3 separate regions of the Mus musculus genome follow, and regions 1 and 2 are each linked to region 3. A link is a contact called in public Hi-C and promoter capture Hi-C data. All regions are on one chromosome and are shown on one strand. The core of a region is the stretch at or near the end of the contact, and the rest is flanking DNA. Distances in the headings are between cores, read along the strand shown. Region 1 holds the start of Mc1r (melanocortin 1 receptor). Region 2 overlaps Pcnx2 (pecanex homolog 2). Region 3 holds the start of Trim67 (tripartite motif-containing 67).

What was found. Promoter capture Hi-C pulls out the DNA fragments that hold promoters and counts their contacts. A called contact is a pair of places that touch in the nucleus more often than the background predicts.
Region 1: a promoter capture Hi-C map of liver shows a contact between it and region 3, with 2.2 times the contacts expected there. The contact joins the promoter of Mc1r here to the promoter of Trim67 in region 3. A contact is called at or near these places in 2 of 39 promoter capture datasets (both in liver).
Region 2: a Hi-C map of nephron progenitors shows a contact between it and region 3, with 6 times the contacts expected there. The contact joins the enhancer-like site here to the promoter of Trim67 in region 3. A contact is called at or near these places in 6 of 39 promoter capture datasets (the 3T3-L1 cell line, cranial neural crest, hippocampal neurons and 2 more), 1 of 484 Hi-C or Micro-C datasets (nephron progenitors), 2 of 115 datasets of contacts at active chromatin or transcription factors (embryonic forebrain and forebrain) and 1 of 9 other capture datasets (embryonic stem cells).

What each region holds. Positions count from the first base shown.
Region 1 is chr8:123,405,499-123,408,708 of GRCm38.p6, forward strand. Mc1r (melanocortin 1 receptor) reads left to right here and starts at 1,584. Exons shown (of 1, transcript NM_008559.2): 1 at 1,584-3,210. The coding sequence starts at 2,012. The coding sequence ends at 2,959.
Region 2 is chr8:125,869,066-125,872,264 of GRCm38.p6, forward strand. The region is part of intron 8 of Pcnx2 (pecanex homolog 2); the gene reads right to left. Among named protein-coding and RNA genes, the nearest start is that of Gm46061, 19 kb to the left of the region's middle. Within about 2 kb of position 1,941, at least 67 of the 459 cell types and tissues checked have an H3K27ac peak or open chromatin away from gene starts, as enhancers often do. A contact at or near this core is called in nephron progenitors, where this site is marked.
Region 3 is chr8:124,791,597-124,794,835 of GRCm38.p6, forward strand. Trim67 (tripartite motif-containing 67) reads left to right here and starts at 1,423. Exons shown (of 10, transcript NM_198632.2): 1 at 1,423-3,239. The coding sequence starts at 2,305. Gm46059 (a long non-coding RNA gene) reads right to left here and starts at 791. Exons shown (of 3, transcript XR_001778718.2): 1 at 1-791.

The DNA.
Region 1 (3,210 bases), core at 334-2,833, 1.4 Mb before region 3:
CAGTGGATAGTCCTGAGGCCCAGGGAGGCCCAACACAACTCTGCTGTAAGTTGTATCTTATCAAGCGATCCGGGAAAATAGACCTGACCACGTTTGACTTAGAGGGTGTCACTTCTATTTGTCATTTATTGCAGGAGTAAAGACCAACGTCTGTTAATGTATGCTTTAAGTGTTGCTCTGTGGCTTGGGAACCACCTTGTGAGCAGACGTTGCCAGAGTTGGCAAAGAAGGAACTGACTCCTAGTTGAACGTGGTCGAGCACACATTTGATGCCAGCACTCTGGCAGCAGAGGGAGGCAGGTCTATTTCAGGTTACATAGTGAGACCCTGTCTCAAGACAACAGAAATGACTCTTAAGGGGACTGTTACAGACACTGAAAGTGCCCTCCAGCGAAGCCCTGCCTCACTCCCCTGCTGCCTTTCTTTTCTTTTTTTTTCTTTTTCCAAAACAGGGTTTCTCTATGTAGCCCTGGCTGTCCTGGAACTCACTCTGTAGACCAGGCTGGCCTCGAACTTAGAAATCCGCCTGCCTCTGCCTCCCGAGTGCTGGGATTAAAGGCGTGTGCCACCACCACAGCCCAGCTTCTGCTGCCTTTCTTAAGTTACTCTCCTCACCTGTATGCAGAAGGGGCCATCCAGTGCTACTGAGACAGCATTGGATACCATGGAGAGAGTCCAGCAGCAACCAAGGGTGGGTTGCTACCACCACTGCGTGCTATCCTGACCACTATGAATAGTCACATGCCCAGCTGCTGGCCCACAGAGGCTGGAGACAGATCTGCCCTGATGTGGTTCCTGGCTCCAGGGCTAGCATGTGCTCCACAGCGGAAATGAGACTCCTCAAGGGAAGGGGTGGGGGGTGAGACTAAGAAGATGGGATGTGACTGACCAAAGCTTGCTGGCCAATAGCCTCGGGGCCCCCTCTAGTCAGTCAGCTTCCTACCACACCCAGAACTGTAGTTAAGGGAGGCTTCAGCAAGCTTGGGCCCATGAGGGACTTAAGCATCAGCTCTGCCAGAGCTCATCTGAGCCCCTTGGCATAGGGCTCTTTCCTGCCTTGGCCCTGCCTCTACTTGTTGATTCTCAAAGTTCTTGGACCAGCCCCTAAAGCTACCTTGAAGTCAGTAGCTGAGTTGCTGCTATATGAACACATCTTCAGCTTCAGGTGGAAATGCCACTGCCATTGGCACACTTCTAATGGAGAGTGGGAATGAAGGTGGGAGGTAGGGGTGCCTCATTCACACCCAGTGGCTGCCTGAGGCAGCGCAGCCTGAGAGAGAGAGAAAGGAGGTTTCAGACAACCCAGGAAAGTGATTTTTGAAGTGGGCTTGGAGCTTTAGGTAGGGCCACTCAGGGCAGGTTCTAGTGAGGTTGAATGCCTGAAAGAGATTGGTAAGTCACAGGGGCTTTGAACACAAAAGGGAGAGGCAAGACCCTGTGTTGGAGTCCAAAGCTAGTTTTCCGGTTTCTCGGTGCTGCCTCTGCCCCCTAGAGGCAGCCTGGGGCACTACACATCCCTGGCACATGCCCATCATGTGGCCACCCTCAGGAGGAGGGGCTCCAGGGATGAGTTAAAAGATTAAGAGAAAAGCTCCCTTCTTCTCCAGAGTCCCGTCTACCCTGGCTTGGCGAGGGAAAGGAACCAGACATATATCAGAGGCAAGTAACCAAGAAGTCTGGAGGTGTTGAGTTTAGGCATGTCTCTACCTGAGCCACTTGGGAAGAGACAGGGAGAACAGCAGAAGGCTAAGCTACTTCACACTGGCAGTGAGAGTCCATGAGCAGAGCTCAGGGTCCTCAGCAGGAAGTGTCTATGCCATGCCGAGGCTGGCCTGTCCAGCCAGAAAGAACACAAGTGTAAAGGAAAATCGGAGCGTGCCTGTATGGAAAGAGGCCGGTCTGAGGGATGTCAGAGACCCCCGACAACAACATGAAGTGAATCAGAAGCTGGGGGCTGATACCACCTGGAGCTGCAGCCTCCACAGACCGCTTCCTACTTCCTGACAAGACTATGTCCACTCAGGAGCCCCAGAAGAGTCTTCTGGGTTCTCTCAACTCCAATGCCACCTCTCACCTTGGACTGGCCACCAACCAGTCAGAGCCTTGGTGCCTGTATGTGTCCATCCCAGATGGCCTCTTCCTCAGCCTAGGGCTGGTGAGTCTGGTGGAGAATGTGCTGGTTGTGATAGCCATCACCAAAAACCGCAACCTGCACTCGCCCATGTATTACTTCATCTGCTGCCTGGCCCTGTCTGACCTGATGGTAAGTGTCAGCATCGTGCTGGAGACTACTATCATCCTGCTGCTGGAGGCGGGCATCCTGGTGGCCAGAGTGGCTTTGGTGCAGCAGCTGGACAACCTCATTGACGTGCTCATCTGTGGCTCCATGGTGTCCAGTCTCTGCTTCCTGGGCATCATTGCTATAGACCGCTACATCTCCATCTTCTATGCGCTGCGTTATCACAGCATCGTGACGCTGCCCAGAGCACGACGGGCTGTCGTGGGCATCTGGATGGTCAGCATCGTCTCCAGCACCCTCTTTATCACCTACTACAAGCACACAGCCGTTCTGCTCTGCCTCGTCACTTTCTTTCTAGCCATGCTGGCACTCATGGCGATTCTGTATGCCCACATGTTCACGAGAGCGTGCCAGCACGCTCAGGGCATTGCCCAGCTCCACAAAAGGCGGCGGTCCATCCGCCAAGGCTTCTGCCTCAAGGGTGCTGCCACCCTTACTATCCTTCTGGGGATTTTCTTCCTGTGCTGGGGCCCCTTCTTCCTGCATCTCTTGCTCATCGTCCTCTGCCCTCAGCACCCCACCTGCAGCTGCATCTTCAAGAACTTCAACCTCTTCCTCCTCCTCATCGTCCTCAGCTCCACTGTTGACCCCCTCATCTATGCTTTCCGCAGCCAGGAGCTCCGCATGACACTCAAGGAGGTGCTGCTGTGCTCCTGGTGATCAGAGGGCGCTGGGCAGAGGGTGACAGTGATATCCAGTGGCCTGCATCCTGTGAGACCACAGGTACTCATCCCTTCCTGATCTCCATTTGTCTAAGGGTCGACAGGATGAGCTTTAAAATAGAAACCCAGAGTGCCTGGGGCCAGGAGAAAGGGTAACTGTGACTGCAGGGCTCACCCAGGGCAGCTACGGGAAGTGGAGGAGACAGGGATGGGAACTCTAGCCCTGAGCAAGGGTCAGACCACAGGCTC
Region 2 (3,199 bases), core at 691-3,190, 1.1 Mb after region 3:
CTCTCCCTGCTGATCAGCTCACCACACCTCCCACTGATGGAGTGGCCCGCCGGATTTATCAGGACAGCTTTTCACTTCGACTCTGTTTACATGGACAGCACTGAGTGACGCTGCTCTGGAACCTTGTAGTGAGATAAGATCAAAATGGGGGCTCCTTGATTGGATAGGACAGAGACTCGGAAGTTTGCTGTGTGAGAACTGCATGGAAGCCAAGAAACTAACTAGGCTACGTTTCAGGTGAGAGAGGTCAGGCTGACATACGGGCAGGAAAGGGGACCACACCACACATGGGGGAGCTAGAGGTATATGGATCTTCTACTGCTGACTGCTACAGAAGGTGCTAGAAACAGCTCTTCTAGATACACACCTGCTGATGCTTCCTGCCAAGATGTGGTACTCTAAGGAGGGACTACTTCTGGGCTCGGTTCCTGCACATTAGCAAGCATGCTTCTAATTGCAAAATACTATGTCATAAACAGGAATGGATCCAAACCAGTGCTGTACTGCTGACTGCCTCGGCTTAAAGCACATGGCTTGGCCACCTTGGTTCTATGCCCGAGAGAGAGAGAGACAGGCGTTTCCTTCCTAGGGGTGTAGGAACTAGAACGGACTGAACAGAACGTCCTGATGGAGCCTCTACGTCAGGCACAAGTAAGTAAGAGGTTCTGGTCTCGCTGTTGCGTCTTGATGAGGAACTTGGCCTGAGTCTCCCTGTTAGGTAGCAAGATGGCTGCCAGCCTTCCCATAGATAATGCCTTGGCTCCGACTGCAATGGTGAAGAAGGTCCAGCATTCATTCATCATTATCTAACAAAGACTCAAACAACAGATCAGCTTCCCTCTCAAGGAACTATTTTCACTAGATGTGGCTGGGCCCTTATCACAAGCACACACTGTCACCTCTGCTGGCTCCTGGGCAGCCTGGAGGGACAAGCCTGTGATTAGCAAGACTGTACCTCAAATGGAGCTGCTCCTCCAGGGCCTATCCTCTTCCTCTAGGCTGTGGCGGCTACAGCATTAAAGGATCATGAGACCAGTGCTCTCTGCTGCATTAATAAACATTTATTCCAGGACTGTTTATTAGGGATGTCAAGGGACGTTCCCACCTCCTCTGAAACATCTGAGGGATGGAGAGAGCCCACTCTCTGGAATGACCTTCTCAGTGACACCACCAGGTCTCCATCAGCCTGAGGCTGGGTTGGTCTCAGGTCAACTAGTTCTCCTCAGGGTCAAAGCAGAGGCTGGAGCACTCAGAGAAACATGAGGGGGGAGGTTGGTGGTGTAGGGGTGACAAGAACGAACCAGCCCCGGAAGGGAACAAAGAGGCTGAAGCTGAGCTGGGCCCTGGTGGCTCCAACCTGGAATTCCAGCATTTGGGTGACTAAGGCAGGGGGATAGCTGGAAGTCTGAGGCTAATCTGGGTTACACAGTATGAGGCTCTGTTCCAAATTGGCATCTCTGCTGGGCTGGGTGGGACAGGGCTGGGTCTGGGGTAAACGGAAAGTGGTTAGAGTCCCTGTGTTCCTAACGTTGTCCTACCCATCTGGGGAAGCTGCAAGAACAATCCAAGGCCAGTGCTGCTTTCTCCCAGTGACAGAGAAAGTATCGCCGGAAATTCCTTATCCTCACCAGATTGTAAAACAAGTGTTTTCTGCCCCCCTGGAGACCTTATCTTTTCTGCCTGTCCTTCCCAAGGCTCCCGACTCAACTGTGGGATGGGTGGGAAGGGGGTGGGGAGGGATGCCTTAGGACAGAAGTTAGTGTAACAGGCTCACTGGCTGTAGAGGACACTAAAGGACATCAGCCTGATGGGGGATGGGAGGGAGGTTTCTAACAGGGAGAGGGCTTTGATGTGGGATCAACTCCCCTTTCATAAGACAGCACAAATAAAGGGAAGCCTCTGAGAGGCTGCAGAGGGAAATCAAGTGGATGGAGAGTGCCCTCATGTGGCAGCCGGGGGTGTGTGCAGCCACAAAGCCTCAGCTTCCGCTTGGAATTTTATTCCTGGAACTCTGGGGCCTGGAGAGAAATAGCACCTCTTAACCACGTGTCTGAGTGAGACCCCGGGATGAGGACCAGTCCAGGACGAGGAGAGATCAACAAAGACTGAGAAACCACACCTCAGAGAGGGTGTGGGAGAAACCACAGGAAGGCCTGCTCCGGGACCATCCCCCCACCCCCACCCCCCTCTGTGTGATCAAAGCCGGCAAGAATTTCCAAGTCTCTAACCCTGATGCAGCAAACACTTATCTTCAAACCAACAGTGACACCGCTCTTTGCTTGAGGATAAATATCCTCAAAGAGAGCTGTCAAAAGGGCAGCTGGTGGGGTTCACTGAGGAGCCCCACATCTCCCTGTTCTGAGCACCCATCAGTCTCACCACAGCTGTCCCCACCCCTGTCTTTCCAAACTCAAGGTCTTCACTTCCTTGGAATAAAGCAAAAAAAACAAAACAAAAAAAAAAAAAACAAAAAACAAAAAACAAAAAAAAAACAAAAAACAAAAACAAAAAAACAAAAACAAAAACAAAAACAAAAAAACGGGTGATTATTTCTGGAATGTCTCTGTCTGCTTCCCATCTTCGGAAGCCAGGTGCAGCTACGGTCTGAGGAGACGGCTCAGTCGATACAGCGCTTGCCACACACACACAAGACCCTGAGTGTGAGGCCCAGAACCCACATACAAAAGTCAGGAGTGGTGTGTCAGCACTCAGGAGGCAGAGGGAGGTGGATCGGTGGCACACACTGGCCGGGAAGCCCAGCCTACTTGGTGAGGCTCAGGTCTCAAAAAAGGAAATACAAGGTGGATGGCCCATGAGAGGTGATGTGGGAGCAGTGTTAACTTCAAGGTTTGGGTCTGTCAAAGGAGAACATTTGTAGACAAATTTTCATGGGACGAAGAGCAGAAGCTCTCACTCTAGCTTAGTGGTGCATGGCAGTCAGCCCAGAAACTGGAAACAGAGGCAGGGAGAATCAAAGTTCAAGACCATCCTGGGCTGCATGTCTCAAAAACCAAACAAAACCAAGCAAAAACCAAGCAAAGGCTCAGCCGATGAAGTGCCTGCCCTGCAAGTTTGGGGACCCGGGTTCTGATCCCAGAACCCACACAGTGAAGTTTGTTGAGGTGAGCTTGTAATCCCAACACTCAGGAGACAGAGACAGGCGTGTGTTCCTGGGGCTCATCACCAGCCTGGCCTGCTA
Region 3 (3,239 bases), core at 173-2,672:
TCCATACCCACCCCCACCCCCACCGTGCAGCACTGCTTCCTGAAGCAGGGCTAATTGGGATGTCCGGTTTAGCAGGAGCCTACCCTTAAACATGGAGCCAGACTTCTGTAAGCCATTCAGCTGAACTGAGATGCATAGAAAGTAGTCCAGAGCATTTACTGTAACAATTTGGCACGGACACATATATATATTGTTATAGTATTTTCCAGACTGGACAGGTGGAAGCAAGCTGCAGGACCCCGGAAGTCCTGTAAAGATATGGGCTTCACTGGGGTGCTTTGCAATGGCTTTCCTGGTGACCTCCCTTCCACCAGAGGTTCTATCCCTTAGGCACAGAGCCAGGCCAAGGCAGCTGCCTCATTAGTCTGTGGCTTCATTTCTCTCCTCCTGCTATCTTTCCAAATGCTGACAGTGGCTGGGGCCCTGCATTCCTTCAGCAGGAGTCTGCGCCACGGTTGCTGTTTTTTTTTTTTTGTTTGTTTCAGTTCAGCAGAGTCTTACTATGTAACACCCAGACTAGCTTGGAAATTACTATGTAGCCCAAGCTGGCCTTGAACTCATAGCAATCCTTCTGCCTAGGCCTCCCAAGTGCTAGAATTACAAGCACGAGCCAGCACGCTGACTGACACATCCTTTCTAAATCGACAATTTCCTTGTCTGTTCCAAGCCAGCTTGAATCGCACAGGAAGAGAGGGCCGCGTGGTGCGCATTTCGCTCCACGCGCTCTTCCCTTCCAGGGCTCGCCCTTAGCTCTATGCCCAGCGCGTACTTCCTTTCTCTGGGCAGCCGGCACTACCCAGCGCAGAACAGCGGGCAGACGGCAGCCAGGCGCGCGGGCGGCGACGTTGCAGGAAGCTCCCATTCATAAAGAGAACACCTGCTCGCTGCCTCCCGCCTCTCCGCACTCGCGAGCAGCCTGGGGAGGTTGTATTTGGCAACCTTCACCGTGTCCTCGCCAAGTCCTCCGGCCCTCATCTTCCACGACTAGCCCCAGTAGAACCAAGGAGACAAAAAAAAAAAAAAAAAAAGGCTTGTAAAAAGATGCATAAATCAAACCTCGCCCTTTGGCGCGAGGCTGTCCGACATTTTGTGCCTTGAAAGCTTTTTGCGGGGAGGAAATAGATTTAGGAACCGACTGTCGCGCTGTGTTGCGAGGCCTTTTTCAAGCGACTGGCCTTTTAGGGACCGCTGTTTACGCTTTCATGGTGGCGAGGAGTGGGCAGGGCGGGAGCTGGCCAGGGTTGCTCTGGCAAGCTGGGCGGGGCGCCGTGCTAATTCACCGTGCAGTCTCCATCCGTAACGGAGCAGTTCTCCACAATGATCCTCCCCACGAAGCCCTCCGACCCGCCCCTGACTGCCAGCCGCGAGAGGCGAGCCCTCATTCGCTGAGCTGACGCCTGGCTCCCCGCCCCCCGCCCCGTTACTCTCGCTCTGGAAATTACAACTCCTGGGCGCGCGGCACGGCGGGCGGGCGGGCGCGGGAGGCGGTGGGGCCGGGAGGGGGATTCCCGAGCCAGCGGGTGCTCGCCCCCCACCCGCCGCTGCAGCGTGGCGCGGCCAAGGTCAGGGGCGCTGCAGGAACCGGAGCCGGCGAGGCCAGCCTGGGACGCTGCTCAATACCGGCCTACGAGGAGGCAGCTCAGAGAGCAGCGGCCCGAGCAGCGGTACGGCGACGGTCTCCGGGCCGGGGGATGCCGAGGTGGCCGCGGCTGCACAGCAGCCTGGCGGAGGATGCGCGCGGGAGGGGGGACGGGCGCGGACTCCGGGCCCATCCTCTCGCGGGCGCTGTCCGCCGTCTGGTGGTGCTGAACCAGCCCTGGCCCCGCCACTCGGGCACTGGCCAAGAGCTGGGTAGGGGCGGGGCGCTCGCAGAAAGAAGACTCGGGGCAGCGGCGCTGCGGAGTCGGGCTCAGTAGCCTTGCTGGCTCACAGCAGCGGGTCACTGGTCCTTCGTGGAGTGGAGGCACGAGGTACCCCGGACGGCGCTACTGCTGCCTATTCAACACCTGGACAACCTCGGAGGCCACCGCGAGGGCTCCCCGCCACCTTCAGACGGCTGCCTCCGGTGAGGGAGCCTCGCCTTCAGGAGGTGAGGACCCCTCCTTTCTCTGGCGGCCAAGCGTCTTAGGGCGGTGGCCTGAGGACAGAGAGGGGGCGTGCCACCCTCGGGTGAAGACAGCATGCCCGTGAAATACCCCCGCCTCCTGACTCAAGAGCGCTGACATCGCCAGCCCAGCTGCGCTTGTCTTCGGAGCCTTGACCATTCTTGGCTGGTCCCGAGCGGCTCTGGCCGCGGGCGCGGCGATGGAGGAGGAGCTGAAGTGCCCAGTGTGCGGATCCCTGTTCCGGGAACCCATCATCCTGCCCTGCTCTCACAATGTCTGCTTGCCGTGCGCCCGCACTATCGCGGTTCAGACCCCGGACGGCGAGCAGCACCTGCCCCCGCCGCTCCTTCTTTCGCGAGGTGCCGCCGCCGCCGCAACCCCTCCGGATCAGGACGCAGCCGCCGGCGCGACCAGCGGAGGCGCGGGAGCTAACACAGCCGGAGGCCTAGGCGGCGGGGCGACCGGTGGCGGAGACCACGCGGACAAGCTGAGCTTGTACAGCGAGACTGACAGCGGCTATGGCTCCTACACCCCCAGCCTCAAGTCCCCCAATGGAGTCCGCGTGCTGCCCATGGTGCCTGCGCCCCCGGGCTCTTCGGCCGCCGCGGCCCGAGGCGCCGCCTGCTCCTCGCTCTGCTCGTCCTCCAGCTCCATCACCTGCCCGCAGTGCCACCGCAGCGCCTCCTTGGATCACCGCGGCCTGCGAGGCTTCCAGCGCAACCGGCTACTGGAGGGCATTGTGCAGCGGTACCAGCAGGGCCGTGGGGTTGTTCCGGGGGCGGCTGCAGCCCCGGCGGTGGCCATCTGCCAGCTGTGCGACCGCACCCCACCGGAGCCGGCAGCCACTCTCTGCGAGCAATGCGACGTGCTCTATTGCGCCACCTGCCAGCTCAAGTGCCACCCGTCCCGGGGCCCCTTCGCTAAGCATCGGCTAGTTCAGCCACCGCCGCCGCCCACACCCCCAGAGGCTACCCCTGCTGTTACAGGCACTTCCACTGCCTCCAGCGCAGGAGGATGCAGGAGCCCAGGGGGTGCCGGGGCCAGCGCGCCGCGAAAGTTCCCCACATGTCCCGAGCACGAGATGGAGAACTACAGCATGTACTGCGTGAGCTGTCGGAGCCCTGTGTGCTACAT